7 separate regions of the Mus musculus genome follow, and all the other regions are linked to region 1. Evidence: chromatin contacts called from public HiChIP or PLAC-seq, Micro-C and promoter capture Hi-C data. All regions are on one chromosome and are shown on one strand. The core of a region is the stretch at or near the end of the contact, and the rest is flanking DNA. Distances in the headings are between cores, read along the strand shown.

Region 1 (4,218 bases), core at 870-3,369:
CTGCCATATGCCTAGTCATTTAATCCTGGCAAGAATTCCATGCAATGGTTTTTTACAGCTAGGAAAATTGAAGCTCAGAGAAGGCCAGTGACTTGCTCAGAAGACAAAAACAAGAGAGCTGGGAATTAAATGCAGCCTATCCTTCAGTGAACATGTCTTCTTTCCGATGTCAAACTAAGCCCTGAAGCACAGCCATAAAGTGAAGGAACCCACCTACTAGCTAGCTATGCCAACAAGAAAAATACGACTACAAGAAGCCCACCACGGCACACACCGATAGTCTTCTAATAAAATATCCCAACAGCTGTGTCGCTTTGAAGGTAACCCCCAAATCTGATGAGCACTCTGGTATCATGTACTGAAGGAAACTGTCCTAATTATGCTTGTAACGGTTACCCTTCTCCTTTCAGAGAGGGGATACTACCTACTTGGTAAGTCCTAATGGGGAGAAGGATGGAAGCCCCCTAGCATACCTAAACTAAACGGACATGACTGCTTTCCTTGTGAAATTACAAGTGAGTCCTCTGCAACACCAACTACAACTCCAGCGTCGGACTCGGGCAGTGCGGTTAAGAATGAGCTCTAGACAAAAACTGACTGCAGGAAAAGTGGGAGGGCAGTTCAGGCAGGGAAGGGCAGAGCCCACCCAGTGGCAAGTCTGGCTGGGTTAGAGCAGCCGAGCACTCCAGGCCCAGAGGCTCCAGCAAGGGCGCCTCCATATGCGGAACTCTCGCCCAATCCCTGAGCAGCCTGACATCCCGTGACAGCCGGGGAGCCTGTTTGGAGAAAAGTAGAGAGGGAGCCCGCAAGCTGCGCTGGCGGAGGGCGCTGGAACCTGGCTGTTCCGGAGAAAATGTCTCCTTGGCAGCTGCTGCCGCTGTCCTGTGGTCTGGCTTCCCCGGGCTGGGTCGGCGCGCGGGGAGGGGTTGGGGGCGACCGGGGCGGTGTCGGGCACGGGCGTTTCCCCGCCCAGGTCCACACCGCCTCGGCAGAAAGAAAAACCAGGATCCCGTGTGCGCCGGGGTCGCAGGGCTCGCCCTTGGCTCGGGCTAATGACAGCAGGCGGTTGCCAAGCGTGGCCCTGCGGAGCCTGGCTGAGCCCCGGGTTCCCAGGGCGGGTCGGAGTGGCATCTGACCTGGGGTAGGTTCATGCACACACAGATCGCACGCCCTCTCCTGCAGCCCTTGGTTTTGCAGTCCCCACGCCCCGGGCCTCGGACCCGCGACCTCCGTGCGAAGCCACCAGCGTGCAAGTGCCGCGGGAGGGAACCATGTTCACCTTGCCATGCACACATCTACCCCCACGCCCTGTGTCACTGCCCAGCCGAGCCTGCCAGCCTCCCCGCCCGCGATGCCCTGCCCTGCCCTGCCCTGCCCTGGCCTCTCCTGGTGCGCCCCACACTCAACACCACGTAACTCCCTCCCATCCCGACGCCGGCCACCCCAGAGCAAGCCTGGGGGAAAAAAAAAGAGAGAGAGAGATGGGGTTTTCCTGTGAGCAAATATATCTACCTGGATCGAATTCAGGGATCCGAGCTTGGTATTCAGCTCCGACTCTCATCCCAACATCTGCAAAGCAATGCCAAGATATATGGTAAAATGGTAATAAATAAGGAGAGGAGAGGGGAAGGGCAAGGCAGAGACTCTCCAGCCGCGGGAGCGCGGGCGAGGCCGTGGCCGGGTGGGGGCGGGGAGGCGCGGGTCGCGGGCTGCGGCGGCACCGGGAGTTCCGGCGGCCGCGGCTCGGCTCCGAGGGGGAGGAGGGCGCGGGGAAGGGGGCCGGGCGGACGGGCGGGGGCGGGGAGCGCGGCGAGGTACCCCCGTGCTCGTCGTCGCTGCTGCAGCCGCTCTCGGGCTCCGAGAAGTGCAGCCCGCCGTTGGCCGAGGAGCCGCCGCCTCCCGCCGGGCTCTTGGCGCCGCCGTTGGCCGATCGGCTCTTCCCCAGTAACTCGGGCCCTTTCTCCATCATGCCGGGCATGGTAGAGGAGGGGGAGAGGTGGCGTCAGGGAAGGGGGAGACGGCTGGCGGGCGCGGGCGGGAGCGCGGAGGAGGAGGAGGAGGTGTTAATATGGAGCCGCCATCACCGCCCCGGTCGAGCCGTAGCGCAGTCGCCCCACACCGGCCCGCCCCGGCCCCGCCTCCCTCCCCTCCCCCGCCGCCGCCGCCCCGCGCCGTGCCACCCGGCCGAGCGCCCCTCGTGGCCGCGCGCTCCTCACTGGGCGGCCGCGATCACTCCGCCCTAGGGAGGTTCCGGCCGCGGGGCGGAGAGACCAGAGGGCCGGGACCCCGCGCGTCCCCAGCCGGCCGGTTCCCGGGCGCTCGAGGGCCGGGAGACGATGTGGAGGCCCCGGAGGCGGCATGGAGGGCGGGGAGGCGGCCTCTGCCCTGTCTCAGCTGAAGGAATTTGGCCTGCTGAGGCGGGGCCGCGGGGCGGGAGCTGCTCCCGTGACCGGGAACCCGGGATGGCGGTCTCAGGAGCTGCTCCGGTGAGGAGCGGCGGGGATGGCGGCCTTTGACAGGAGCTATGAGGATGGCGGCCTTGGACCGGAGCAGCTCCGGTGACGCGGGCAGGGGTTGGCGGCCTCAGACAGGAGCTGCTCCCGCGAGGTGCGCCCCGGGGTAGGAGCTGGGTCCTCCGGTTGGAGGCAGGATCGGTTCACTCCGGAATGAGACCGGCCCTAAAGACCTGGCGAGGCAGCTCCTCTCTGCTGTGAGGTCCGAGAGGGACTGAAAGGGCAGTATTTCCACTTGGCTCTTTCCCTTTTGCTGTCTAAGAAGCGAATGCCACGAGTGGGGAAATAAATAACCGAACTCTACCTTCCCCGGGCCAGTGCTATCTGGGTCGACACTGCCTGGGGTGGTGGCTCAGAGCAATTCTGGAGAGGGTGGAGAGAGAAGTGCTCTGCAGAGAGGTGCTGCTGCTGCAGAGAAAGGTGAGGCCAGCTGCCTTCTGGCAGTTTGCACCCAGTTGAAGATTGGCTGGACTGTATTTCTTCCCCAGATTTAAGGATATTTGCTTATGACATACTGTCTGGGCAAGGAGGACGATTTGTGTCTCAGGAGTAAAGGGGGGGGGGAGTTGCTTAATATACAGATGTGTGTCCTGCAGAATTTGGGGGTAACAGTAAAATTACCTTGAAGGTTAAAACTGTTCTTTGGAATTCTGTTACTGAGAAATAACAGACCTACTCAAGAATTCAGCCAAGAAAACTCTGGGATACAAGAATTAGGCCGGTCATCTGTCTAAAGGAGGGAGTATTTTGTCCGGGTGGAGAAACAGTACTGGTACTGGAAATAGTTGATTTTTAGCTCTATATGTGTCCATTAATTTTTGAACCACAACTCAACCTCCCCTCCCGTTTTATTTTTTGAGACAGGATTTCTATGTGTACTTCTGGCTGTCCTGGAACTCACAGAGATCCGCTTGCCTCTGTCTTCTGAGTGCTGGGAGTAAAGAGCTGCACCACCACACCTAGCATCGGTTCCTTTTTTTAAAAAACACATTGCTGAAGGATATTTTAAGTCTGATTTTTATTTTCTGCAAGGAGAAATGTTATGGACAACTGAAATGATATTTTATTTTTTACATTCCAACCTCTAATGAACACGACTCATCTCAGCCCTGTCACATCAGCTCCTTTGATCCTGGAGTACAAAAGCTAGAGCCTATAAAAAGAAAATTCAAGAAAAAAAAAAACCACAAAACAAAATAGAGGCCTCTTAATAGATACACTTTTTAACTCTGAAATAGTGCTGATTCACTTTTCTGTAGAAAAGAATCTGCGTCTAGATTAGGGATCAAAAGTTTCAAGGGCTTTTGGGACTATTTTGATTAGTAGAATCTTGGCAGTAAAATGATTCTACTGGAATATTTAGACCAAAGACTGCATTCACCTTTGGGGAAGGATTTTGGCGTGAAGGGATGTGTGTGTGTGTGTTTAAGGAAAACAAATTTCTGTTTTGCTTTTAAGAAAAGGAAAGCACTCTAAACTTGCCTGGTTGAGAAGGGTGATTGTAGTGGACCTTAAAATGGTCTCTTCCCAGATAAGACATTACAGAACAGAAAAGCCCTAGGTAGAAATCTGGAAGAATGTCTACTTCTGTTTGGAGAGGAGGAAAGCCCCTGGGCGGAGAAGAGAGCTTTAGGGGTTAATAATATCTCTTGAGATGGGTTGAAGGGGGGGGGGCACTACTGGTCTGTTGAGTATTTAAATTAAC
Region 2 (4,218 bases), core at 842-3,341, 940 kb after region 1:
AGCAAGAACCATTGGAGGCATCCCCATCACCCTTCCCCCCACCACTCCCCAAGACAGGATCTCATGTAGCCCAGGCTAGCCTCGAATTTACTATGTAACCAAGGATGACTTTAAACTTCTGATCCTCCTGCCTCTACTTTCCTAGTGCTGGGCTTCCTGATGTATGCCAGTGCCAAGTCCCGTTTATTCAGTGCTGGAGACTGAACCAAGGTCTTATGCATGCTAGGCAAGAAGTCTACAACTTCCCATCCTCCATCCTCCTACTTTCTCCACTGCAAACAGCGGCATTCCAGTGGCCGTTACCTTCAAAGGCTTCGACTGCTTTTATATACTCAACAACAGTGTGAGCAACCTAGCTCATCTCTGAAAACAACGGTTGATTTCATACCTGACCAAGAAGCAGGACACATCTTACTTGTCTATTAATGCAGGGATTCCTTCCTGTTGTCTTGTTAATCCTTCCTTGTTATCTCTGTGAACTTGACACAGTCTAGAGTCATTTGAGAAGGAAGCCTCAACTGAGGAACTGCCTGTATGTGACTGCCCATTGTGGGTAGCATCATTCCAGGGCAGGCGGCCCTGAGCTATGTAAGAAAGTTAGCCAAACAGGAGCCCAGGGAACCGGCCAGCAAGCCGAGTTCCTCTGCTTCCTGCTTATCCATTTGTCATCACAGACAGCCTGAGAAGTGCTAAGTTAACATGTGCAAAGCACTTAAAACAGCACTCAGTGCTTAATAAACATTAGCTAATAAGAATAATAACAGCACTAATTTCCAATAAAATCAACTTTCTGTCCCAAAGACATGTCCCTGAGATCTGTCTTCTATGCCATTTTAAGTTCGTCTTCAATTCTATTAAATCCTTTTACCACAGTATGAGTTATTAAGGAAAGTGCTGCTTGTGTCTGCCACCCATCAGTCAGATATCCTGAGATGCTGAATAACCTAACAGCCCGTCTGCCTCTGGTCTCAGGTGGATTATAGTCGGCATACTACACAGCTTTTCTGGCTGGGATTCTGCCCTAGAAGGTGGCCCATGTTTCTGCAAGTCCCAACTGCTGAGGGCCAGTCTCCCCCGACCTCAACATGCACACAAACACCTTGTGGTTGGTGGGCACTGCTTCCTCAACCCTGGCCTTCTCACGCCCCTCCCGGGAGAGGCCCAGCAGCTCTTGGCAGCCCAGGTATTCTTGGATCACTCTAGCCTTCCTCGGTGTCCCTCGCTGAGGAAGCAGAAGCCTGTGTGTCAAGTGCAGGAAACTCCTATGTGACAGAAATACAACAACGGAGACAGCGGAATCTCTCTCTGATCTTGCTGATTCCCTGTATGCTTTCATTTCACAAACAGATGAAAGAGACGACAGAATAAAACAGGAAAATCAACCCCATGCAAGAGGCCCCGAGCATCTGTCTGCCTACCTCCCTCTGACCTACTCCCTGCAACCTATTTTCTCTTCCCCCTCTTGAAGCAAGAACATTAGACTCCGGTACCACTGTCTTCTGAGGTGCCAGTGGTTTGAAGGTGGAAGGCAAGCAGGTCTTGCGTCTAGCTGTCACTATGCCCTCTGACTTCAGTGTCTTGTGGCTACTGTGATGCCCTCAGCAAAACTCACAGCCACATGGGTTGGGTTTAGCAATCGGACGGAGACCCAGTTGGGATCCAGGAGGCCAGCCTGACCTTCCAAGCCAGGTCCCAGACTGGAACAGTATTACACCAGCCTTCCCCAGAGCTCCTGGAAAGGCAGGCCCCACAGCTCACACCACTCCTCCTTATTCTGCTCCCAGGGAGGCCTCTCACCCACTTAATCATTCACATCATTAAAAAACTCTCTCTGCCCCAGAGGAAAGGGACTAGATTTCTTTGTTAAAATCTCATTAAAGTCCGCTTCAGCCTGTAATAATTTCCTAATAGATGGCAGTGCTATTCGGCTAAGATTGGGTTTTCTTTCATTTATTCTCGGGTCTCATAATTGTCTTATCTCCAAGGCATTTTGGTTGTCAGTGAAGTGTGACAGATGTTTCAGCCTGTGAGTTGCTAGCTGAGCTGAGCGTTTTATAATATCCGAGGAAGATGGTTCGTGCTCTGGCCTGCTTCCCTCCTCTTCTTTTGAAACTGCTTCCTATTCAGGTGTGTTGGGGGTGGGGGTAATTCCCCGGTACTCCTCTAGCTGGTGGTTTTCCTTAAGCCTCCCTGCCAAAGATCTCTCCTCTGGTTGCACCTGCACGAACCCCAAAGGCAAACAATTTAAATCAAAACAAAAGTGTTTTCTGAATGTGTACCCAAGTGGCAGCAATTATAGCCTTTTCAGAGACACGCAACAGTCTGTCTAGACTAGAGTATCAGGTTTGGGTGGAAATCCATAATATCACAGAGGTGTCCCCGGAGTGTGAACCACAGCCCACAGAAACGGGCCCTGGAAGTGATTTGTGGACTCCTGGGTTCCAGCTGGATGCAGAAGCACCTTTGGATTTAAGCCTAAGCAAGGGAGTACTTTGCCCCACTCAATAAAACGGAAAGCTTAGTAAGGCGGGAAGGAATGGTTGGTTATGTGTCCTCATTTGCCAGCTGCAATCGATCCGTTTCATCCACCAATCAAAATACGCAGATACTGAATTGCCCAGGTCACCTCTGCAACAGCCATGGGACAAAAACCTCCCTGATTTGACAGGAAAAAAAAAAAAAGGCAGTTCTGTAGATACTGTGCTATTAATAACATTTATACTCAAGCTGACTAACCACTCACTCAGTGTTGGTAATGTTTAAGACCTAAAATCTTACTTGGGTGCGATGGTGAGGCAGAAGGATAGGAAGCTTGGGCTACAAAGCAAAAACAAATCTCAGAAAATAAAACCCAACTGAAAGGCTGTAAGATCTTGTATTAATTCCTCTGTGTGTGTGTGCCCGTGTTTAGGCCAGATGCTGATGTCAAGCATCTTTCTTAATTATTCTTTATTTATTTATTTAGATTTATTTTATGTGTGTGAGTATACCGAGAACAGGGCATCAGATCCCATTTACAGATGGTTGTGAGCCACCGTGTGGTTGCTGGGAATTGAACTCAGGACCTCTGGAAGAGCAGTCAGTGCTCTTAACCACTGAGTCATCTCTCCAGCCCTATTTTCTACCTTATTTTTTGAGGGAAGGCCTCTCACTGACACCTGGGACTAGCTAATCATGGCAGCCTGACTGGCTAATGAGCCCCAACATATCCTTTCCCTCTCCCCTGTCCCTCCTCCTCAGTACTGGATTATAGGAGCAAGCCACCATGCCTGTTTTTAATGTGGTGCTGGGGATTTAACTCCAGTACTCGCCAAACATGGCAAGCACTCTGCAGATAAACTATGTGTGCTTTACTGATGAGCCATCTCCTCAGCCAGCCCCATATTCTGGCTTTTAAAATGAGTACCTTTTGGAGCCAGAGAGATGGGTCAGTGGTTAAGAGCACTTACTGCTCTTGCAAAAGTCCCATATTTGGTTCCCAGTATCCACATCAAGGTGTTCACAGACACCTATAACTCCAATTTCAGGGACTCTGGTGCCCTCTTTTGGCCTGTGCAGAAACCAGCATACATACAGATACCCACACATGCATACATAAATAAAATGAAAAGAAACTACCAAAGACAAGGTGCTAGAGAGATAGTTCAGCATTTAAGACTACTTGCTGCTCTCGCAAAGGCCCTGGGTTTGTTTCCCAACATCTGTATGGCAACTTACAATCATCTATAACTCCAGTTACAGGGGGCACAACACACTCTCCCGGCCTTCATAGGCACCTAGCATGCACATGGGGCACATACACATACATCCAGGTATAACGTTTGCATATACAGATGGAAAGTGAAGACACTAAAGGCTTACGATCTAACAACGGAAGCTGGCAGTGCCAACTCCAAGGGCTACCTCTCATTTAGTAAACTCTTGTGTTAGGTTAGCTTAAGAAAAGGAGAGCACACCTCTGGCGTGCCAGACTATCATGACAGTCCTCTCACTGGGAAGGGAGTTGAAGTGTTCTACCATTGCCACTGTGGTGCTGCCTCAGCGGTTACTGGGAGACAAGCTGTTTGCAGATGGTGACTTAACAGCACCGGCCAGTGAATGACAGAGAGCCATGCCAAAGGCAAATCATAGGAGGACGAAGAGATGTTCTGGCTGGGGCTGGGAGGTGGGCAGCTTCACCAGAGAAAAGGTTGGGCACTCAACAGACAGATACATCCT
Region 3 (4,218 bases), core at 649-3,148, 910 kb before region 1:
ACGTTTTATGTCACATATCTGACCTCTGACAGTTTGCAGGCTCATTCGTACCCATTGCCCTACCTGGGTCTTTTTTTTTTTAAGTTGTTTTTCTGATCCCCCCCCTTTTTAATTATTTTCTTTTGTTAACATACAAAGAAATGGGTTCCATTGTGATGTGTTTATACACAGGCCCTAATACTTTCTTATTCTCCTCTTGACTGCCCTCTAAGCCTCATACCACTTACTGCTCCTCCTTCCCCTCAAACAGTCCTTCCTTCTGCACCCAGTTCTGCCTTCTTTCCTCTCCGGCTGCTTTGACTGCACTTCATCCCGAGCTCCTCCCCTTTTTGATTTAGAAGTTTAGGTTATATGTGTCTATGTCCGTATAGGTAGGTATGTGCAGGAGTGCAGTGTCTCCAGAGGCCAGAGGGTGTTGGATCCCTAGTATCTGTAAGGAGCTAATGTGCTGGAAATTGACTCTAGTCCTCTGCAGGAGCAGGTCTTTCTTGTAACTGCGGAGCCATGTCTCCAGCCTCCATAGTGTCCTCTCTGCTTTCATGTCACACATATACATGCATATACAGATTTAAATCTAGATTCTGCATATGACAGAAAGCATGCTATACTTTCCCCAAGTGTGGCTTAGGTCACTTAACACAATGATTTCCAGTTCCATCCATTTTTCCTACAGCAATTTTCATTCTTTGCTAGCAAAATTCAATTGCTGGGGCCAGAAGATGGCTCAGCAGATAAAGACTTCAATAATCCTCAGACCCGGAGTTCATTCCCTACAACCTACCTGGTGGAAGGAACGAACCAACCTGCTCTCTGATCTCCACAGATACACTGTAGCACTTGCTCCCATACTCACCCACATACATGTAAATAAATAATTTTTAAAATCCCATACATGTATACATATAGAACGCATGTTCTTTAACCATGTATCTGTTGATTGCCATCTGGGTTAGTTCTTTATTTAGCTATTGTGAATAGTGCAGCAATAAACTTGGGTGTATTGGTGTCTTTGTGATGTGCTGACTTAGAATTCCTCCGGATTTATCAATTTGTATGTGTGCGCGTGCATGTGCTTGTGCACGCGAACTGCTTAAGACCCTCTATTCCTCACAGGCCACAAGATCTCAGGCAGGTGATCTCCCCTGAATGAAAGTAAGAAAGCTCACTGCAGGTGCCTGCACCAAGAAGTGGCTGCCCTGCAGTCTTTTCCTGGGCACCTGGGGCTGCCTGGGCTTTCTCCATCTCCTGGTGGGCACAAAGATGTTTGACCACAGACTCCACGTATCGGAGCAAAACCGAAATCACAGAAGCATGATGGACAGGAGACAGGGCAGGTCACACAGGTATGGAGACTAAGGACAGGAATGGTTAGCTTCTAAATGTCCACGCTGAGGACTTCCCGTGTGTCTGGCGTGAGTAGCCAGAAGACGGACTGTGACCACCTGCCATTGTCCCACTGGGCTCCCTTCCCACAGTGCGACCTCTCCGAAACTGTTCTTGGCATGACCGTGACCACAGTGGATGGCTCAGGACTGAGAAGCAAGGCCTGCCTCGGGCAGCTCTGGCCCTAATGGGCCAGCCCAGGTCTCTTAAGCACAGCCTCTCCAGTTCCAGAAAACTCATGGGTAGGCTCCACAGGGCTGGGCCCTAGGTCAGCCAAACTTTAGCACGAAAAAAATGAAAATTCTGGAGCCAGCCCTATGGCAATGATTAAGAGCTTGACGATGGTCAGCTCTGTGACCTGGACAGCATACTTTTTGTTTGAGGTGACCGAACGGGTGCAGTGCGAGCTACGGCCCCTTTAAGACAGCGAAACTCGAACTTTCTATCCCGGCTTCTCGGCAGCGCGCTTACGTCACAGCGTTCTCCGTGAAGGGGCGGGGCTGATGACTCACGCAGTCGGGCCTCCGCCCTTCCGGGCCGCGCGCACGTGAGCGCGCCGCTCCGCCTGTCTAATTTTAGCTCTGAGGTGTCAGGGTCGTGCGAGGTGAGGCGGCGGGGTCGCAACGGGCTCGGGTGGGGTCCTCACGTGACTCCGTGAGGCGGCATGCTCAGGTGGGGGTTCCCCTCAGGACTGGGGGGCCGGAGTCACGTGAGGTGAGGCGGGTCGTGATGGGTTTGGGTAAGGGTCCCCTCGCGACGAGGATGGGGTTGCATGAGGTGAGGCGGCAAGCCCTGGTCCTCTTGGTGAGCGGGGTCTTCAGGTCACGTGAAGTGACTGCACAAGGTCTCCACAGCTCGGACACGGGACCCCTCAGGAGTGGGTCGCCAGGTTCATCTGAGGTGAGGCGTTGTGTGGGGTGTCCTCTCCGGGTCACGTAGGTGCACCCGTGGGGTCAGTCGGCAGAGCCCGGGGCAGCTGAGCCCGACTGTGTGGACAGCCCTTGCACTGCAGGTCCAGAGCGATGTCAGTCAGAGAGGTGTGGCATCTGGGTCTGTGGGCCACACCTCTTTCAACCGAAGCAAGTTCTAGAAAGTCCCCTGGTGGGTGAAACTTATCAGAGTTCAAGTTTAGGTAGTGTTGGGTTGTAATGAAAACTTGTGAAGAGCGAGAGTAAACGTGGTGGCTGACCCTGCGACCAGCTGAGGAGACCCTGGCCCGGGGTCTTACTAAGGGGCTTCCGATCTCTGTATCTTCCCTGCTGAACTCAAGATGGTTTCCTGCATGTCTGTGAGGAGTGGAGGAGGACATGTCTGTCATCCAGAGTAACCGGGTCAAGGATGTGTGGTTAGATTGGAAAGGAAGACATCTGCTTGCATCAGCTCAACTTTGAAGACAGGGGGTGCACTGACCCCCACCCTCTCTCCCATCTCACATGAGGATGACCAGAGAGGGTTGGTGTTCGAGATTTGCCATAATGTGTGGGATCAGGAACCAGATAAAAGTTTAGTGTTGAAGAAATGAATGCCAGGCACCTTGTAAAATTGGCACCGCAGCCCTGTCATCAGAAAGTGAGCTGTTCTTTTGACACACAGAGTTGTTTGCCATGTCACAGTGACCTGCATTCTGTTAGTGAGGGAGCCTCAGGTTTCACATGGGTTGTCTCTGTATAAGCTGTAAAATGATAGCCTCTGGCCTTTATGGTATTGGGAAACTTGAAGTGTTTAATGATAAAAGTGGTTTCTAATGGTTGAGTGCTTCAGTTTCTTCTTTCCAACCCCCTATCCCCACTTTTTAAAAGAAAGGTTAATCGTGGAGAATGTGACAAGAATGAGAGAATCTGGTGTGTTCTTTCGTTTGCATTCCAAAAATAAATACAACCCTTCTGAGTTCATATGCAAACATGGATGTGCAAACATTTTAGAACTTTAGTCCCTGTAATTATCCACCTCTAACCAGTTTAAAGGACCTGAAGGTTGGGCTGGAAAGATGACTTAGCAGTTAAGAGCACTGGCTGCTCTTCCAGAGGACCACATGGCAACTCACAGCTGTCTGTAACCCCTGTTCCAGGGGACCAACTCCCTCATACATGCAGGCAAAACACAATGTACATAAAATAAAAATATTAGAAAAGACTTGAAGATTAAAATCCAGTATTGGCATTTTATATAGCAATAGCTGGCTCTTGACCAGTGTTTCAACCTTTCTAATGTCGTGACCCTTTAATACAGATTGTGGTGTTGTAACCCCCACCATAAAATTATTTTTGTTGGTCGTTCATAACTAATTTTGCTACTGGTATGATTCATGATGTAAATATATGATTTGCAAGATATCTAATATGCAACCCCTGGAAGGGTAGTTCAACCCCCAAAGGGGTCTTAACTCCCAGGTTGAGAACCACTGCTCTTGATCCTATTTTTTTTCTTTTTTTTAATTAGGTATTTTCTTCATTTACATTTCCAATGCTATCCCAAAAGTCCCCCATACCCTCCTCCCCACTCCCCTCCCCCCAACTTGATCCTATTTTTTATGCATGCTATTGAGAATTAAACCAAGGGCTTCATTGTATTCTACACTAAATTGTACCTTGAGCTGCCTTTTTATTATTTTATTATTTATCTCAGTTTTATTGTTGAGAAACTCTTTTACATTTAGGAGCTAAATGTGGTTTCCATCAAAACTGTAAGGTATTCAAGGGAGTTTAGAGGACACCAATCCTTCCATTCACTGTACAAGTAAGGAAACAGACTCAGGAGACAGATAGCTTGTTGGTAATCATGTGCCTAGTTACTACCAAAACCAGGTCTGTGCCCAGCTGCTCAGTGCTGTACTTA
Region 4 (4,218 bases), core at 884-3,383, 860 kb after region 1:
GAAGTGGATGCTCACAGTCAGCTATTGGATGGATCACAGGGCCCCCAATGGAGGAGCTAGAGAAAGTATCCAAGGAGCTAAAGGGAACTGCAACCCTATAGGTGGAACAACATTATGAACTAACCAGTACCCTGGAGCTCTTGACTCTAGCTGCATATGTATCAAAAGATGGCCTAGTCGGCCATCACTGGAAAGAGAGGCCCATTGGACTTGCAAACTTTATATGCCCCAGTACAGGGGAACGCCAGGGCCAAAAAGTGGGAATGGGTGGGTAGGGGAGTGGGGGGAAGGGTATGGGTGACTTTTGGGATAGCATTGGGGATGTAAATGAGGAAAATACCTAATAAAAATATTTTAAAAAAGAAAGAAATGAGAGTCTATAGGTACAACTTAGTTATGACTACTTATAGGAGTTGGGATGGGGAATAAAAACTTAAAACAAAGCAGGTGCAGAAAACCTGACTCATTTATTAAAACTGTTTTATAAGCAGAATTTATATCTAATATGCTTCCAAGTAAGCATATACATGGTTTTAAGTGTGACAAGACACTTATATTGATGAATATGAAAAAAACACTGTAAATTAAAGTGAAACATAAGCAAACCTCCATGTTTAATAAAAACTGCACTTCAGACATTCAGAACAACAGATTTTGCAAAGCAATATGCAGAACACTGAACAGTCTTCACCTTAGCCATTAGATGGCACCATGCATCTTCTAGTCAATGGGACTCTACTAATATCCCCACATGCTTAGAATAGAGTAAAAGATATAGTATGTTTAACCTTTAAGTAAATATATTATACATCTTTCATCATTGTGAATTTGTTTTAAAGATAATACAAGCAACTATGTTTCTATTATAATTTTTAGAATGTTAAAACTTATGCAGACTAAAGGTAATGTCACATGTCCAGCAGATGGCTTTCCTAAGGTAAACCTGGGGCAAAGCTTCCTGTGTGAACACATTCATTACTAATAAACCTACAAGAACTTCTAATTTTTAATTCTCTGGTTTCTCTGTCCTTTCTCCTTACCTAAATTTCATCCAATTGTCTTCTCTAATGTAGGACTCTCATTTTCTGGGTATTTTCCAGTCTCTATTCTAAAAGCTCTGCTCCAGAAGACCCCATTCTGGTCATTCCTTTCTCTAGGTCCAATTAAGAGTCTCAAAGATCAGATGCATCCCGGTACCCAATAATGCTGTAACATCAGAGGAAATACATGAAACAGCACCACCTAGGACACTGAACAGAGGAAATGAGGGCAATGATCACTCAACGGAGATAACAGTATGCTGCAATTCCAAAAGCGTCTTGTCTGGAGAGAAGACAGTACTGTAGTGCACAGAGTGGAGTGACCTGGAAGCACATTGACTTTTCTGAGCTGAAGAGATAAGAGAGTATGACACTCAAAGGAGGCTGAAGCACATATATCTGAGAATGGCCAGAAAAAAAGTTCTGCACATCATTGGGTGTTGCCAATAAGCCCAGCTCTTAGGAGGCTGATGCAGGATAACCACACTAATCTAGTCTAGCCAGCCTAAACCACTTAGTCTCAAAAACAGGCTGAGGCTATAGCTCAGTTGGTAATGTGCTTATCCTGAGTTCCAGCCTGATATTAATTGGAAATGGTGACTCATGCCTGTAATCCCAGAAGTAAGGAGATGAGGCAAGAGGACCAGAAGTTCAGGATCATGCATAGTGAGTTCAAGACCAGCCTGAGACACATGAAGCCCTGTCTCAAAAAAAGCAAACCAAAAAGAATAACCAAACCACCAACAACAACAATTACAAGGGGGTGGAGATTCAGCTCGGTAGTTAAAAGCAAGGACCCGCGCTCAGTTCACCGCATCCATTCTAATTATGCAGCGTACACTGCCTGTAACTCTAACTCCACTGGACCCAACACCATCTTCTAGATACCATGTATATACACATACTTTATATATTCACACAGACAAATGGGCATAAATAAAAATAAGTTTAAAAAGGAAACACAAAGCTATCTAGATGTGTGCACTGAGTAACAGATAATATATAGTACAGTGCTTCTTAGCACATACTATATAAAGAAACAGGAACCGGCTGGGAAAACAATTGCTTAAGTAGAGGAAAAGAGCTACTAACCAAATCTAGCACACAAGAAACAGTGACTACAGCAATGATTCAGAGTCTTAAGCAATCTCTCGCTCTTCTGATTAGTGTCTGAAAGCAGATTGCCTCAGAAAGTTAGGTTGTGTTAGTAAACATCTCATCGATGTGGCAAATTATCTGAAATAATCAACTAAAAGAAAGACAGGTCTACTCCGGCTCATAGTTTCAAAAGTCTCAGTCCATGGTCATGGTTGCCTGAGCATACTGCTACAAGCCTGCAGTGGCAAACACAGCTGGCCAGAATACATAGCAGAGGAGCCATGCTCACCTATGGCAGCTACGGATCAAAAAACAGACTCAGGTAGGGGTCAAAGTCTCACTATCTCCGTTACAGGCATGTTTGCAAGGATCTAACTTTTTCCCACTAGGCTCAATCCACAGAACCATAGGCTGGGGAATAAGCCTTTAATATGGGAGTTCTTGGAGGACAATTCTAATAAAATTATAGCAGACTATATTCAGATTTCATTTCCCATGGTTTCACGTAACTATGATTAGCAGCCTGTAGCATCAAACAACAATTTCAAGAAGTAAACAATTTCTAGGTTTCAATGGTACAGCACTGTAAGCAGCAGGATGAAGTTCAGTGTCACCGTCTGTAATGTCAGTCACCTCTCTTCAGTCAGAAACAACCCACAAAGAAGCACATATATACTGGTTTTTCAAAGGAATCTCAGTGTAGTCGGGGTAGCCTTTTTCAACAGTGAATGAAATCATCACTAACCATAGGCAAGAAAGTGAACTGTACTCCATGCACAAAAATTACTCAAAATAAATATCAAGATGAACTTTATGCATGCAAAAATAATAGGATTTTAAATCTTCATTCATTATAGCAATGAAATACATAACACATAATGGGAATAACAAAAATGTGTAAAGCTGTGGAGTGCTATCAGCACACACAGAAAACAAAAAAACTAACATGTTCTGAATGAAAAAGCAATACACTTAGAAATTCAACTACTTTTACCAAGATCCTCTCAGAACCAGGGAAGGGGACATAAACTGCACAAGAAGATGCTTGGCAAGATTATTTCAAAGGTCATCTGGGAAAATGGGCAGCCAGAAAGATATCAGCCCTAAGACCCAGAAGATTTACAGTATAAATGGGGAGCAAAGGCTATTCTGTAACTCTTCATTTTTCATTCTGACAGAAGCTAAGCTTCTGCACAGAGAGACTGTAAAGTTACGGCACACTTACACACTGCACTTACTGGCTCAGGAGGCTTACACTAATCACTGTCTCAAAAATTTATCATTTCTTTCCAATAAAAGCCAGGAATCGTGCTGCATGCTTATAATCCCCATACTGGGAAAGCAGAGACATGAAGGTCATAACTGAGGCCAGTCTGGCCCACAGAGTATGACCTCCAAAACCCAAAACACACAAAATACCTCACAGACAGATAACAACAGTTGGCTACACATGGAATCAGTTCTGTAAGGACTCAGAAATCCAATCTTGTTCAATACACTGGCAGGGACAGACCCTGAACCTCAGCCAGAGGAGGAGTTTGTCTGGTGAAGGATCAGTTTGTCAGAGTAGGCCAGGCAGATTTTGTTCTAGCAACAAAGTGTGGACCTGCTCCTTTTCAAAGCATGTTACAAAGCAGTGCACAGCAGATGGATGATGCAGATGGGTTGGAAAAGCTCAAGCAGGCTTCCAGGTTCTAAAGCTGGTCTACAGTTTCATTCCCCCGAACGCCTAGTGTCAAACACACAAAACTCACAACCTTTAGAGAAGGACAGAAGGGAAGGAAAAAAATGGTCCTTTCTGACAATAGTACTTCAGAGAGAGCAGAATGGGGTTGGGGAGCTGTGCAGTCACCAGCACCTTCCCTTCCCATTGTACTTTTACCTATGACTACTGCCTAGCCTGCACCCCACCTCGCCTGTCAGTGCTGGAAGAACCTGCAGCAGAGTCAATGGGTATTAGAAACAACAGTCACTGCAGGAGACTCTTTCTCTCTCTAGACTCACAACAGAAGTTCAAGGAACTGAGAATGAGAATCCATGCTCCTACTTTCTGTGAAACTGCAGATGAAAATGTCATTTT
Region 5 (4,218 bases), core at 845-3,344, 810 kb before region 1:
CACATTCTATCAGCTACCCTTTTATCAACACAGTGGGAAATTTAATTAGTTCCTGGTATTTTTTTGGTTTGGTTTGGTTTTGGTTTTTAGTGACAGGATTTCTCTGTATAGCCCTGGCTGTCCTGGAACTCACTCTGTAGACCTCGAACTCAGAAATCTGCCTGCCTCTGCCTCCCAAGTGCTAGGATTAAAGGCGTGCGCCACCACCGCCCGGCTGTTGCTGGTATTTTTGTTTGGTAAATGTCTTTAGGGTTTGAATAACTCTGATAAAATGCTATGATCAAAGGTAACTTGGGAAAGAAAGAGTTTAAATTCACCTTACAGTTTAAAAATCTATCACCCAGGGAAGTCCGGGCAGGAGCTGATGTAGAGGCCATGGAGGAGTGCTGCTTACTGGCTTACTCCTCATGGCTTGCTCAGCCTGCTTTCTTATTGCACCCAGGACCATCAGCCCAGGCAGGGTGGCACTGCCCAAGTGAGCCGGGCCCTCCCACATCTATCACCAACCAAGAAAATGCACCACAGGCTTGCCCACCGGCCAATACAGTGGAGTCAGTTTTTTAATTGACTTTCACTCCTCCAAAGTTGTGTCCAGTTGACATAAAACCAGCTGGTACAATAACATTCATTAAATGAGATGTAAACTGGTATTCCATTAATGAACTTACCCAGAATTCGTTAGGTACCTACATGGTATTAAGCGCTACACATACTGACTGTCTATAGCTGCTTCCCAAAGTTTTGGCAACCATCAAGTGCGCATTTGTCTACATTCTGGCCCATTTAATAGATGGAAGAGCAGAGGACCAGGTGGCAGGGCAGGGAAGAGTGGTGGTAAGACACAAAGAGAGGAGCCCACTTCTCCCTGGCACACTTTGATAAAAATGTTAAACTTTTACCAGAGATCTGCTAAGTTCTTAAGTCTTCCTTCCGATGCTCATTCTGACATATAAGCAAGAGCTTTTACCAGATGAGGCAATTGGATGCCATGACCAATATTAGGCTGGAACCCCTGCTCACCCCCTGCACAAGGTAGGGAAACCACGCCTGCTCTCCTTCCCCAACCCTGCCCCCACAGAGACACCCTACCGCCACTCCTGTCTGCTTGGAGAAAACTCCTGGCTAACACATCATCACTCCTGTCTCCCTGTTTCCAGCATCCCACCAAGAGTGCCCACCCAGGGGCTTAGGTTTTGACCATGTATGGACACAAGACTAGCTCCTAGCTGGCAGGTCATCACTCCTTGCCTAAAACCTATAAAACTGCCTTGCTTTATTCTAGGAGTGGGACTTTGCTGACCCCCACCTGTGAGATTGGTGAACCCTCCTGAGAGCTGCCAGCTAATAAACCCGTCTTTATCTATTTTTAATCTGGCCTATATCTGTGTCACTGAGAGAGAGAAAATGTCTATCAACCAAGAGCAGATCCTGCTGGGCTCCACCTTCTGCCCTGGCTGTCTTACATAGACTCAGATAGCCAGCTGACTACCTCATGGCGGTACCAGCCACAGGTACTTACACACACTCTACAGGAACCTTAGTAAACTATACAACTATTGCAACCCATTGCTTGGCTCTGGAAGGTGCAACCTGAGCCAGGGTTGTTTCACACAGTCCATATCGACTGCTGGCTGTCACAAGCCTTGTTGAACTCTAGAATTTTGTTATTCCTTTCTCAGATGAAATAACTTCTCGATCATCACTCTCTCCCTATCCTTACTGACAGAAGGTATCCTCATTACCTCAGTGTACTAATCTGTAAAATAGAGAGAGAGAAAAAAAGTTTCCTTTGCAGGATTCCTTGAAGGATCAAGACGTAAGCGTACGGAGAGCTTGGTACACAAAGGGCTCTTTGGACATTTATTGTCATTATAAACCGCAAGGCCCAGTTTCCTCTCCCCTTACTGGGCGCTCCGACTGGCCTTTGTGCCATGCTGCACTCAGGCACTCCATTTTTCTGCCTGTAACAAAGAGAGGAAGTGCGAGGCTATTGCTTGCCTCTCTAGCGGGAGGTTGAGCCCAGCTGGTGCTTTCCCCACCGCTCCCGGCACCTAGAACTACAACTCCCAGCGTCGCCCGCGGCGGCAGCAAAAGATGCGCATGCGTTGAGCGCCGCCACGCCTGGTCTTGGGCGGTAGACTAGAGCGGGTCTTGCTTAGTAGAGCGGGCACATCTTGGAGCTCGCGCCTCCTGCGGCGTCGCGGTCCCTGGTGAGCCGTAGAGGGCCAGTGCCATGATCCGACAAGAACTCTCCACGTCCTACCAGGAGGTGCGGACCGGACGGGCGCGGAGGGCGGGCAGGGCGCCGCGACCCCGGTGCAGGTGGATGATTGGCACTCCGTGGCATGCGGGCTCTGCAGCAGGTGGAGCCCCTGCGTGGTCCCGGCACGCGGGGATAACAAGGGACCCTGGAGTCTGGCTGTGGGGAACGCGTGTGGCCAGCAGCTCCTCGGCAGCTCCTCGCCTTCCCCAGAACCCCAGCAGCCCTTTGTCTGTCGCCCGAACCTCCCGCTTCCCTTCGCAGAGCCGCGCTGGCTCCGGGCCCCTTCTGTTCCTCTGGTGTGGGGCTTCCCCGGCTCTGCCCTGCCTGGGTGTCTTTCCGCGACGCCGCATCCTTAGCCGTCAGCCACCACTGTCCAGGTTTGCTCGAGGCCGTGCAGCCGCCCCATGCCGTTAGACCTTGTCCAACCGGAGCAGCCCAACCTTAGCTTGTCTCCATGTCCGTCTCCACCCACGGAGGCCCTGGCCACACTGGAAACTCACACTCTCCAAACGAGTTAGCAGCGTGCTGAACTCAGCGCCCTGGGGTCACTGATGATCCCGGGTGAATACCAGGATGCAGACAGCTCTTGCTTCTGCGGAGTTTTGGGGTACTAGCTTCAGAGGACCGCAGTGTAGCAGAGCTTATAAGATAATGTATTGAAATACAGGCTGTTGTCCTGTTCGCAGAGCAAGGCCACAAGTAGATAGATTCAGGTGCTCACTGGAATCGTGCCTAATGGTAGAAGGCGTTAAAGAGGCCCCGCCTCCCTTTGCGTTCTTCAGATCTGTTTGAAGTCCCAAGAAGACTGGCTTGCATCTTTCTTGCCCGGGTTGTTTTGAGAGCGGACCTAATGAAATTAGGTATTTGCTGAGGTTCCGCTCTAGAAAGGAGCTTTCTGAGAAGTTTGGCCTGGGATAGGCAAAGGCTTGTGCTGGCTGCTGAGTATCAAGAAGGCGATTGGAGGGACGGGGATTGCCACTATACCTGGGTTCTTGGGACCACTGTCCCTCTTGAGTTTTGTTTTGTTTTGTTGTTGTTGTTTTGGTTTTTTTTTCTTTTATGTAAATCATCTAGGGTAAATGTGAAAGATCTCTGAGGGCTGGGGGTGTCTGTAGCCGAGATGGTTCAGTACTTGCTTAGTACTAGGAGGTAGAGGCTGAAGGCCCAGAAATTCGAGGTCATTCTCCACTATAGTGAGTTTGAAGCCAGCCTGGATTACATGAGACCCTGTCTCTGAGTGGAGAAAAGGTACCTTTTCATGTGATATCCCGATGAGCCTGGGCTGGACCCCTGCAAACCACGGGGTTCACCTGCCTAAAATGATGGGACACTGATCCCGGACTTTGCTTTCTCAGCAGCAAGATTTCTCCCGTCTGACAGGTCATGTGAGAAGACTGCTGAGCTAGATTGCGGTTGCCTGGTACCTGGACATCTGTCGCCCCTGCTTTGCCATTTGCACCCACATCTGTGGGCTTTAGTGTCCCACGGAGACACCAGTTTTGCTGTTGTCAGTTTTTTTTCTCTGAGTGGACTCTAAGCCACATTTCCTCTTCCTCTAGGAAGTGGTTAGGACCGTGGGCTTTGGAATGAGACCAAGGTGGCGTGATTTCTGTTTCACTAACTGACTGTGGCTCTGGGAGATGCTGAAGGGTGACTCCAGTACTTGTCCTGTTTGGACTCGGAACTAGAGTCACTTTGGGTTATTGCACAATGACAAGCGTTGGGCTCTGAATCGATCATTATGATTGTCCTTAAAGATGTACCCCAAGGGGGTGCACACTGCAGGGGACCCTGTAAAAATGGAGGCAGGGGTTAGACATCAGGCACAGCTACCAATAGCCCTGAGAATGCCAGGGTAATCAGCAGAAGCTAGGAGACAGGCTGGGAATACAGGTCTCCCTCACTGCTCATCGAGCCAGCCCTGCTAAATCCTTTCCTGTAGTTTCCCAGGAAAC
Region 6 (4,218 bases), core at 976-3,475, 810 kb after region 1:
TCATCATACAGGTACTACTTACATACAGATTCAAATCCCATAAGAACATCAAAGACAAACTTTGGATACCATAAGTCTATATAAAGGAGGCACCAAAGAGAGTACTGATTCCTGGAGGGTAATTTCTTCTGATAGATTTTCTAGAATTTAGACAACAGTCACCCATGAGCAACCTAAGACAAATGTTTAAAACTGTAGCATACACTTTATCCAACATTAGTAAGCAATACAAGATCAAACGGAGACAATGTAAAAGTTGGCAAAGAGATGTCAACCATATGTGCACACCATGGCACACATGTTAAGGTCAGAAAACAGCTTTGGGAGTCAGTTCTCTCCTTCAGCTTTGGGTTCTGGGGATTGGAAGGGTTGTCAGGCTTACTTGGCCAGCACTTCTATTTACTAAGCCATTTTGCTGGACCTATCAGAGCACCGTGCAGCTTTCACTGTGGCTCTACCTCATCATAATCCAAGATTATCATTAAAGGTTCATGGCAAATCACAAAGATTTCTATTTAACAATAATAATCATGAGAATAGTAATAACAATTATTATTATTATTTACTGCTATTATTATTCTCAGGCTTAAGGAATGAATTCTAATACCTTTGAGGCATACAAATAAATGGAAGATAAAAGAATTAATAAAATAATATCATTAAATTATATCTATTACTCTTACCATGCATTTTTTACTGAAACAAAGGTATTTTTTCACATCTGTTCCAAATAAAAGACAATTAATACTTTGCTTTAATAAAATTCAATTTTACTTGATCTAAATCATAAAATAAAAATCTGACAAATGACTGAATATGCAAGTTCACATTGTAACTGATATAAAACATACCAAAGACTAAATATGGAATCATCTTAAGCCCTACGGAGCATGTGTTTGGGTGAATGTGTGTTCAAAGACAGAATATTTTTTTGCTATAAGTAAATTGTTCATAAAATTTTATGCTTGTTATTACATAAAATGAAAAATAATGTTCTTAGGAAAAAAGCATGACTGTCCTGCCCTGTGAAATACACTTAGGTTTTATGCTGGATGAAATCAACAGTGTGACCTGTTGGAGGGTATACACTAATAAAGACAAAAAACGAGAGCAACAAACTAGCTCCTGCTCACTATAGTCACGAACGATGCGATTTCAATACTGCATCGGATGAAACAATGAAGTTCCATTTAGGTTTTATGTAAAAAGACTTAGACATTCTGAGGATTCTTTTTTCTTCATTTTTATAATACCAAATAAGCAGACATCTCAGAAATAGATGTTGAAACAGTAGCAATTTAGGGTTATGAAGCAGCTAAGTGCCTCACAATGTTGATGTAATACAGCAATTATAGATATTTGATATTCAGCAAAAGGCTTTGTTTCCTTGTTATTCATAAAAAAACTACACAATAAGAATATCTCTGTATTTTCAAAGAAAAGGGCTCAAATTTTATAAGGTCTTTGCATTAATGTTTGACCACTGAACTCAGCATTGAAATCTATTATTTTATAACTAAAAATAAAATGAAGAACTAGGAGGGGAAAGGTTGGAAAATGTTAGAATTTTGATTAGCAATCACAGCTGCACCAGAATTAGTTTCTATAGCAACAGGAAGAAATAATGTGTTGAACTGCAATGCAACACAAGATGATTCTTTATAGATTGCAACTCAAAAGAAAATCTTTGAAGAATTCTGTCTTAAAAGAGTTATTAATCTTTTATCCACCATAATTTTCTAAAAGAAAATAATCATTCCTGTCTACTTTTCCTAAATTATTTTAACTCATTCAAATTTAATATGCCCCAAAACTGATTGAAAATGTAATATACCTCAACAGTTAATAATTTGGGCAACTGTCTCATTTGCATTTAAAATAAAACTGCACGCAACCATTGCTAGACCCCTAAGATGGTGTTTTATTTCCTTGACAGTTCAGTCCCTGCCAGGAAAGGCTAAAGGGTACTGCTCTGAATAAATGATGGTTCTGTGGTGACATTGGAATGACAAGCAAACCCTGCATTTTCATCAGTAAGAGGCTAGGTCTCCCTTCCATCAGTGGGCACCCTCATGTCCACAGTGTGATTAAGACAGGGCCCGCTGTGAGCACTCCCTGTTCCTCTCCTCTCCATCTTCTGAGCTCAAAAGTGTCTGTTCCTAACAGTGTATGGTATTATCTCATGGCACCTCCTCTACTTCTACCCAGCTTTGGCAACTAATTAAAAGTGTATGCTTGAACCCTTCATGTCCTTTGCCCTTTTAATGAGACCCTTTACCATGGCTCCAGCCTCTGTGTTCCAGAGCAGCTTGGGAGTTACTATGGAAACCAGTGACAAGCATTCTCCCCAGCTGCTTTCTGTGTCTCATCAGACATAAGAAAACTGACGTGGCACCAATCAAGTCATCCAGACACTACGAATTTTTAATTCTCTTGCTATTTATCTTTTAAAATAATATATTATATATATCCTTTAAATTAACCAAATCATCAAGCTAGTAATATTATTATTTTTTAAATTTGAAAAAAGATCAGAGTAGAAAATATGGGCTGTTATTATTAAGGCTTTAAAGTATAAGCATTAAAATAATATTTTATATTTAGAATAAAATCTGAGATTCGATAAATTTCAGAAGTAAAAACTTCTACCTCTATTAAAGTTAACATCCCATAGGTACAGTCATGTGGCTGGGACACATATCATAAGACAGCTATATGTATGAATGGACACAGTTGGCTCAGGGCTAGGTACTAGCTTGTAACAAAACATATCACTACAAAACAGAATAAATTTTTTTTGTGTTATTAGGCAAAATTGTCAGTAAAAATTATTTGGTCTATGTCAGAAATAATCTCATTCCATCTTCTACTTCCCTCTTTAGCAAACTAACAATAAAATATTTCTATTTAAAACCTCATAATACCTAGAGAGCTGAAGGGGACTGAAACCCCATAGAAGGAACATCAATATGAACTAACCAGTACCCTCAGAGCTCCTTGGAACTATACCACCAATCAAAGAAAACACATGGTGGAACTTGTGGCTCAAGCTGTATATGTAGCAAAGGATGGCCTAGTCGGTCATCAATGGGAGCAGAGGCCCTTGGTCCTGTGAAGGCTCTATGCCTCAGTATAGGGGAATGCCAGGACCAGGAATGGGAGTGGGTGGGTTGGTGAGCAGGGGGTGGGGGTGGGGGTATTTTCAGAGGGGAAACTAGGAAAGGGGATAACATTTGAAATGTAAATAAAGAAAATATCTAATAAAAAAGAAGAAAAAAAATAAAACCTGATACCAAGAATAAGATTTTTTTATGATAAAAAAATAATTGGTATTAAACTTGGCTTGTACATTTTTTTGTTTGCATTTTTCTTTTGTCTGAAAGTCTTTTTAAAATGTCAACATGACAGCATAGAAGGTAAGGCAAAATATCCTAAATTTATTTTTGAAGACAAATGAACACATATTTTCTTAAATTTGCCATAGTTTAAGCTCTTATGTGACTAAAGAACTTACAATTGCAACACAGCAAAAACAAACAGAAATACCTAAGCATACACAAAGCCAAGGGTTAGGTGGGAACAGTGGCTAAGGTAAAGTGCTGCCTTGCTATAAAAGCATGAGGATCCTTAGCATCCATGTAAAAATGTCAAGTGCAGCAACCCTGTGCTGGGGAGGCTGCGACAGGAGGATCCCTGGGCTTCCGGACCAGCCAGGCTCACCCAATCTGTAAGTTCCAGGTTCAGGGAGAGACCTTATCTCAAGTAATAAGGTGATGAGTGATTGAGGAAGGCATCCATACTGATTTCTGTCTCAACACACACACGCACGCGCACACGCATACGCACACGCACACACATCCAAGTCCCTTCTACTTACACACACTGAAACATATACAGACTCATGTACACAGAAAAAATACAAAGTTTCAGTTTGACACTATATATTCCACAGAGGTGCCAAGCCCCCTCTTAATGCCTTAGATTTCCCCCTGACACACACAGAGAGCATCTTCATCGAGAGATCTATCAAATTACTGAAAAGAAACCGTAAGAATAATGGTATCAGACTACCCAACCTGAATGAGAATTACTTGAGCCAAAAATAATGTTATCTCCTAAATTCTTATCAGGACCCACAAGTAATGTTTAATTACTTTTTCTCTATTTCAGAAAATTGTATAGAGAAAGTCTGGAAAAATACGTAAATCCAAGGTTCCT
Region 7 (4,218 bases), core at 759-3,258, 720 kb after region 1:
GGAATCCAAGTTCACAAATTTATACTGTTAATATGGAAAACAGCCACAATGATGTATACTACGGAGATCTTGTTGTTTTAGTATCAGAAATTAGTTAAAACGGAGAGCGTTAGCACCCAAGCTTGTGGCCCTCAGGCTCCTGTGAGACTGTTTGGTCACTGAGGTGATAGTGTGGAATGGCCCCTCCAGCACCCTCTCAAGGCTAAGTGTGAGAGTTTTCACTGAGTGCTCTTCAGAGTGCATTTCTATACAATTTGGTTTTCCTGAATGAAGCCATTCTGGCTGCTATGGCTCAGGGTGCCGGGAATCTAACAGGGGCTACTGGACATAAAGCAGCACGACAGAAGGAGTATCCTTCTTCCTCCTGACATTGGGAATTGCAGAGCATTTTATATAAGGTGCCTCTAAGCTGCTGGAAGACAGAGTCCAACCCTGGACTGCATGGGGTGACCGCTGCAATCCAGAGAACTGCAGTGTTCTGTCCTGGAGAGCCAAATGACTTCCCCACCCACGGTCTCCAGGCGGTCCCAGGCAGAAGCTCAACAGTTTGGCTGGTTCAACCAATGGTGGAGGGAGGGGCTGGGTGGGAAGAACAAAACCCTTCAACGCTCCAAACCTGACAGGTGTCGGGTTTTTTTTTGTTTTGTTTTTTTTTCAGGTCCTTGTGGTGCCCCGGGAAGTGCAATGGCCAGCTGCAGTCCCAGGAGGCTAAGAGTTCTCTGTCGGTGTTGGGGGTTGGGAATGCAGGTGTGTGTGTGTGGGGGGGGGGACGGACACGACTAAGGAGGTCAGAGGTTTCCCACTGGGAGCTTTGGGGTTAGCATTCTCAGTCCAGGCCCTAGGAGGGGTACAGGGGTGTGACGGGTCCCTTATCCAGGGTCTCAAACAGACGCACCCTGGAGACTGGTATCACTGCCCTTAAGCCCTTTTCTGGACCGAGGGCACCGTCCGGCTAGCCGCTGGCCGCAGGGAAAAGTAAACAGCCCAAGTGTCTGGGAACAAAGGCAAGTTGTCTTCCAAGGTGCTGGAGCCCAGTGCCTCTCCTGAAGAATAAGGGCTATCATTATTCGCTCTTTCTAAAAACCAAGTTTCCTTCTATGGGAAATACACGCCAAGGTGGGATTCCAAGGCTATGACTCACAGCGGCTGGCGGGGCCACACTCCAGCCCGCAGCTGCCCTGGTCCTTCGCCGAGCTGCTGCCGCCCGCGCGGTACGCGCCGCTGGAGCTAGGGGTGGACCTTGGTGCCCCGCTCCTGCGGCCCGGCACTCGGGAAAGTTGCGGGGCCGAGGAGACTGCTAGAGGCGGGGGCGTGGGCCTGGCAGCCCGCGGGGAGGTGAGCCGAGGACAGCGCCGCCCGCAGCCAGGAGCAGGGGCGGGCGCGGAGGTGGCGGGGGACACAAGGTGTCAGCTCCGGCAGCGGCGCCTTGTTCCGCGGAACGCGCATCCCTGCGCCCCGCAGGCCCTCCTCCCTACCCTCTTGGCCCCAGGCCGACCCTCCTGCTACCCGGGGAAACCCGACTCGCCGCCACGGGGTCTTCGCCCACCGCCCGGGTCGCCTCGTGCGCGCCGCAGCTCCCGGGAAGGGCGCGCGACCCCGGAGAGCGCGCGCCGCCCCCGCGCCCCGCTGTGTCCAGCTGCGCCCTAGCCCCACGCGCGACCCTCCCCGCCCCCGCGCGCCCTGGGGTCACGGCTCTTACCGCGCGCCCCGCGCTCCAGCCGCCGCCGTCCTCCGCGCGGCCGCCGCTGCCCACGCGCCTCCCGGGCCCAGTCGGCGTGGCCGGGTACGCGGCGGCCGAGGTCCCCGCAGGTCCCGCCGCCGCCGCCGCAGACGGTTATGGAAATGAGCCGATGTGTCTGGCGAGGAGCGCGAGAAACCCGTCAATCCTGTTTGCCATTTCCCCGCGGATTTCCGAGCCTGGCTCTGCTGGATGCCCCCGGGGCGAGAGGGAACCTGACAAGCGCGCTCCCCGCCTCCCTCCGCTCTGCCAGATCGCGGGGCGCCGCGCCCCCGCCCGCCCTGCCTCCGCCCCCGCTCCGCCTCCGCCCTCGGGGCCGCGCGGGCCGCTCCCGCCCGCAGCCCGGACCCCACGCGCGCAGCCCGCGGGAGGCAGGGGCTGCAACGCACGAAGCGTTCATCGCAACCTGCCCAGACGTCTTGTCTATTTTTTAGATTTTGCTTTAGTTTTCTTATTGTGTGTGCGTGTGATTTGAAAAAAAAAATCTGTGCCTTTCCCACCCCTTACTAAAGACTTTCTTCCCCTCTGTACAGCACACGGAGATGAGAAACAGATGTCAGAGCTGGACTGAGCCTTTGCGCTCCCCCGCCCGCTCGATCCCTTCCCCAGCAGCCTGGGTGTAACAAGGCAGCACTCATCCTGCGGCCACGTGAACTGGCAGCTACTGGGTGCGGATCCCCGTGGGGGAAACCTACAAGAAAAACAAACAGACAAACAAACAAAAACTAATAAAGAAGCTTGCCCTTGGTGGAAAGGCTGTGACAGGAGCTCAAGTCATTTTATTTTATAAATAGTGATTTCCCCCCCCTCTTCTTGTAGTGGATTCTATTGGAGTTAGTTTTTGTGTGGATTTTTATTGTTTTGTTTTTGAGACTGGGTCTCACTGTGTAGACCAGGCTGGACTTGAACTTTTAGAGATCCGTATGTCTCTGTCTACCAAGTGCCACCAAGCATGGCTGGGTTTTTCTTTAAAAGCAAAACAAACAAACCGCAAACACATTGATTCATAACTGCTGTCTGGGTCCCTCTGTCATGAAGAGGTCACTTCTGGTGCAAAGAAGGAAGAGGTTTAGAGAGGTAGACCGTAACAAAGCGCGGGTGGGGGAAGGGAGGCACCTGTGCAAAGTGTTAAGAACTGCTACTATGCCAGATGCGCTGAATGTGACACAGTTCTTTATAGCAGTGATCCTCCCGCCTGCAAGATCCAGGCCTCTGACTGCCTGGTCGCTGCGAATCCAGGAGGCGCACAGACTGCAAACCAGGGGGAGAGGATCAGCGCCTGCAGATTGAGCTCCATCTGATTTGCATGTTTATTTCCTAGAATTGTAATTAAATTTGTGTAATAAATGTTTTCCATTTCATTTGTACACTCAAAATTTGGGTGACTGACATGCAGCTAAGTGAATTTCCTTTTTTTTATTTTATGAAGTAAATGTGCCTTATTCAATAAAGTAGCAAATATTAACCATCGTCAGGACTAATCTATTTAGAAAGTGTTTCTATTGAACTCTGTGCATCAAAGACACAAAAATTCTTAGGGTATCAGGACACCAAGAGAACAATGCTGAAAACAGGAGGCCGTGGCCAGCATATTTCAGTTTTTCCAAAAGACAGTCCAGGGTTGCACGCCTGAGATTGGGCTTTCTTGGGTTCATTCCAAACCATGTTAAATTGCCCTGACTCATGCCAAGATGGGCATTAGATGATGATTTCGGAATTTTCGAGATAATTTTTTTCTTCAGTCCATGAGAGTCCCACGTCCAGGTTGAGGGTAGAGTCTACTCTTCACTGGAGGGAGGAGGCACAACTGCTTTAAAGCAGTGCAGTTTGGGGAATCCAAATTCTAACCTAAAACTGTTTATCCTGTAGCTCAAATAAAGAACTAAATGTGGGGCTCGGAGGCATGGCTTATTATTGTTTTTATCTCCCCATATTAAAGTTTCATAGCATTTAAAGGGCTATGGGGAATCCACACACACACTTAGCTGTGTCAAAATACATAAAACCAAAAGGAGCAAATTAAGCATAAAATTGAGAAATAACATGAGACTAAGATCCAGCACAAGCTGCTTTTGCTTCTTTAGAGCTTTATCTCTAAAACCCAGCCTTCTGGGGAAACTCCATAGCACCCTGGGGTGCCTACAAACCAAATTTCTGCATTTAAACCCTGTACCCTTGCAACTATGCATATGAACTTGACCCTGTTTCACTGGCAGCTTTCCTGACTCACTTTTAATGCCAGGGTTACTGTCCCTTAGTGCCCACCTGCTCACAGCTGAACAAGCATGCTACCGCAAAAGGCAGTCACGTGCCTACGGAAAGCGAAACATTATTTAAAAATGTAAGTTGTGGCTATGACATAAGAACCACAAATCAATAGTGAAGTGTTTGGAATGAGTGAATGCGATTTACAAACAACAGCCAACTGAGTACTATGATGTCATCATTTTGGGATATGTGTGAACTTGCAAGAAAAAAAT

The links. Promoter capture Hi-C pulls out the DNA fragments that hold promoters and counts their contacts. A called contact is a pair of places that touch in the nucleus more often than the background predicts. HiChIP or PLAC-seq counts read pairs in DNA pulled down with a chosen protein or histone mark.
Region 2: a contact with region 1 is called in an H3K4me3 HiChIP or PLAC-seq map of forebrain, with 2.9 times the contacts expected there. The contact joins the enhancer-like site here to the promoter of Rcor3 in region 1. A contact is called at or near these places in 3 of 39 promoter capture datasets (the 3T3-L1 cell line, stem cell-derived epiblast-like cells and trophoblast stem cells) and 10 of 115 datasets of contacts at active chromatin or transcription factors (the NIH/3T3 cell line, SST interneurons, T-cell acute lymphoblastic leukemia and 7 more).
Region 3: a contact with region 1 is called in a Micro-C map of embryonic stem cells, with 4 times the contacts expected there. The contact joins the promoter of D730003I15Rik here to the promoter of Rcor3 in region 1. A contact is called at or near these places in 2 of 39 promoter capture datasets (liver and pre-B cells), 3 of 484 Hi-C or Micro-C datasets (double positive thymocytes and embryonic stem cells), 2 of 115 datasets of contacts at active chromatin or transcription factors (astrocytes and effector CD8 T cells) and 1 of 9 other capture datasets (liver).
Region 4: an H3K4me3 HiChIP or PLAC-seq map of bone marrow-derived macrophages shows a contact between it and region 1, with 4 times the contacts expected there. The contact joins the enhancer-like site here to the promoter of Rcor3 in region 1. A contact is called at or near these places in 5 of 39 promoter capture datasets (the C10 cell line, hippocampal neurons, liver and 1 more) and 8 of 115 datasets of contacts at active chromatin or transcription factors (bone marrow-derived macrophages, embryonic forebrain, embryonic hindbrain and 4 more).
Region 5: an H3K4me3 HiChIP or PLAC-seq map of embryonic stem cells shows a contact between it and region 1, with 8 read pairs. The contact joins the promoter of Pacc1 here to the promoter of Rcor3 in region 1. A contact is called at or near these places in 10 of 39 promoter capture datasets (the HPC-7 cell line, embryonic stem cells, hematopoietic stem and progenitor cells and 5 more), 3 of 484 Hi-C or Micro-C datasets (the G1E-ER4 cell line, embryonic stem cells and regulatory T cells), 8 of 115 datasets of contacts at active chromatin or transcription factors (the SCID.adh cell line, astrocytes, embryonic basal ganglia and 5 more) and 2 of 9 other capture datasets (adipose tissue and embryonic stem cells).
Region 6: a contact with region 1 is called in a promoter capture Hi-C map of hippocampal neurons, with 3 times the contacts expected there. The contact joins the enhancer-like site here to the promoter of Rcor3 in region 1. A contact is called at or near these places in 8 of 39 promoter capture datasets (the 3T3-L1 cell line, 3T3-L1-derived adipocytes, cranial neural crest and 5 more) and 5 of 115 datasets of contacts at active chromatin or transcription factors (bone marrow-derived macrophages, embryonic forebrain, embryonic stem cells and 2 more).
Region 7: a promoter capture Hi-C map of neural stem cells shows a contact between it and region 1. The contact joins the promoter of Sertad4 here to the promoter of Rcor3 in region 1. A contact is called at or near these places in 9 of 39 promoter capture datasets (the 3T3-L1 cell line, 3T3-L1-derived adipocytes, cranial neural crest and 6 more), 5 of 484 Hi-C or Micro-C datasets (the HL-1 cell line, embryonic stem cells and uterus), 13 of 115 datasets of contacts at active chromatin or transcription factors (astrocytes, bone marrow-derived macrophages, embryonic forebrain and 7 more) and 1 of 9 other capture datasets (adipose tissue).

What each region holds. Positions count from the first base shown.
Region 1 is chr1:192,135,921-192,140,138 of GRCm38.p6, forward strand. Rcor3 (REST corepressor 3) reads right to left here and starts at 2,120. Exons shown (of 12, transcript NM_001346740.1): 1 at 1,819-2,120; 2 at 1,513-1,569. The coding sequence starts at 1,978. It overlaps Gm10516 (predicted gene 10516), which reads left to right and starts at 978. Exons shown (of 4, transcript NR_033536.1): 1 at 978-1,141.
Region 2 is chr1:193,080,685-193,084,902 of GRCm38.p6, forward strand. The region is part of intron 3 of Gm31406 (a long non-coding RNA gene); the gene reads right to left. The region is part of intron 2 of Gm39747 (a long non-coding RNA gene); the gene reads left to right. Among named protein-coding and RNA genes, the nearest start is that of Gm31406, 13 kb to the right of the region's middle. Within about 2 kb of position 2,092, at least 18 of the 459 cell types and tissues checked have an H3K27ac peak or open chromatin away from gene starts, as enhancers often do. A contact at or near this core is called in SST interneurons, T-cell acute lymphoblastic leukemia and forebrain, where this site is marked.
Region 3 is chr1:191,222,556-191,226,773 of GRCm38.p6, forward strand. It overlaps D730003I15Rik (RIKEN cDNA D730003I15 gene), which reads left to right and starts at 1,899. Exons shown (of 2, transcript NR_151547.1): 1 at 1,899-1,987; 2 at 2,654-3,132.
Region 4 is chr1:193,000,383-193,004,600 of GRCm38.p6, forward strand. The region is part of intron 2 of Syt14 (synaptotagmin XIV); the gene reads right to left. Among named protein-coding and RNA genes, the nearest start is that of Syt14, 33 kb to the right of the region's middle. Within about 2 kb of position 2,134, at least 22 of the 459 cell types and tissues checked have an H3K27ac peak or open chromatin away from gene starts, as enhancers often do. A contact at or near this core is called in bone marrow-derived macrophages, where this site is marked.
Region 5 is chr1:191,323,808-191,328,025 of GRCm38.p6, forward strand. It overlaps Pacc1 (proton activated chloride channel 1), which reads left to right and starts at 2,095. Exons shown (of 8, transcript NM_025864.4): 1 at 2,095-2,269. The coding sequence starts at 2,234.
Region 6 is chr1:192,945,761-192,949,978 of GRCm38.p6, forward strand. All of the region lies in intron 4 of Syt14 (synaptotagmin XIV), which reads right to left. Among named protein-coding and RNA genes, the nearest start is that of Gm39746, 18 kb to the left of the region's middle. Within about 2 kb of position 2,226, at least 21 of the 459 cell types and tissues checked have an H3K27ac peak or open chromatin away from gene starts, as enhancers often do. A contact at or near this core is called in hippocampal neurons, where this site is marked.
Region 7 is chr1:192,853,744-192,857,961 of GRCm38.p6, forward strand. It overlaps Sertad4 (SERTA domain containing 4), which reads right to left and starts at 2,009. Exons shown (of 4, transcript NM_198247.2): 1 at 1,700-2,009. Gm15867 (predicted gene 15867) reads left to right here and starts at 1,185. Exons shown (of 2, transcript NR_131748.1): 1 at 1,185-1,335; 2 at 2,272-3,113.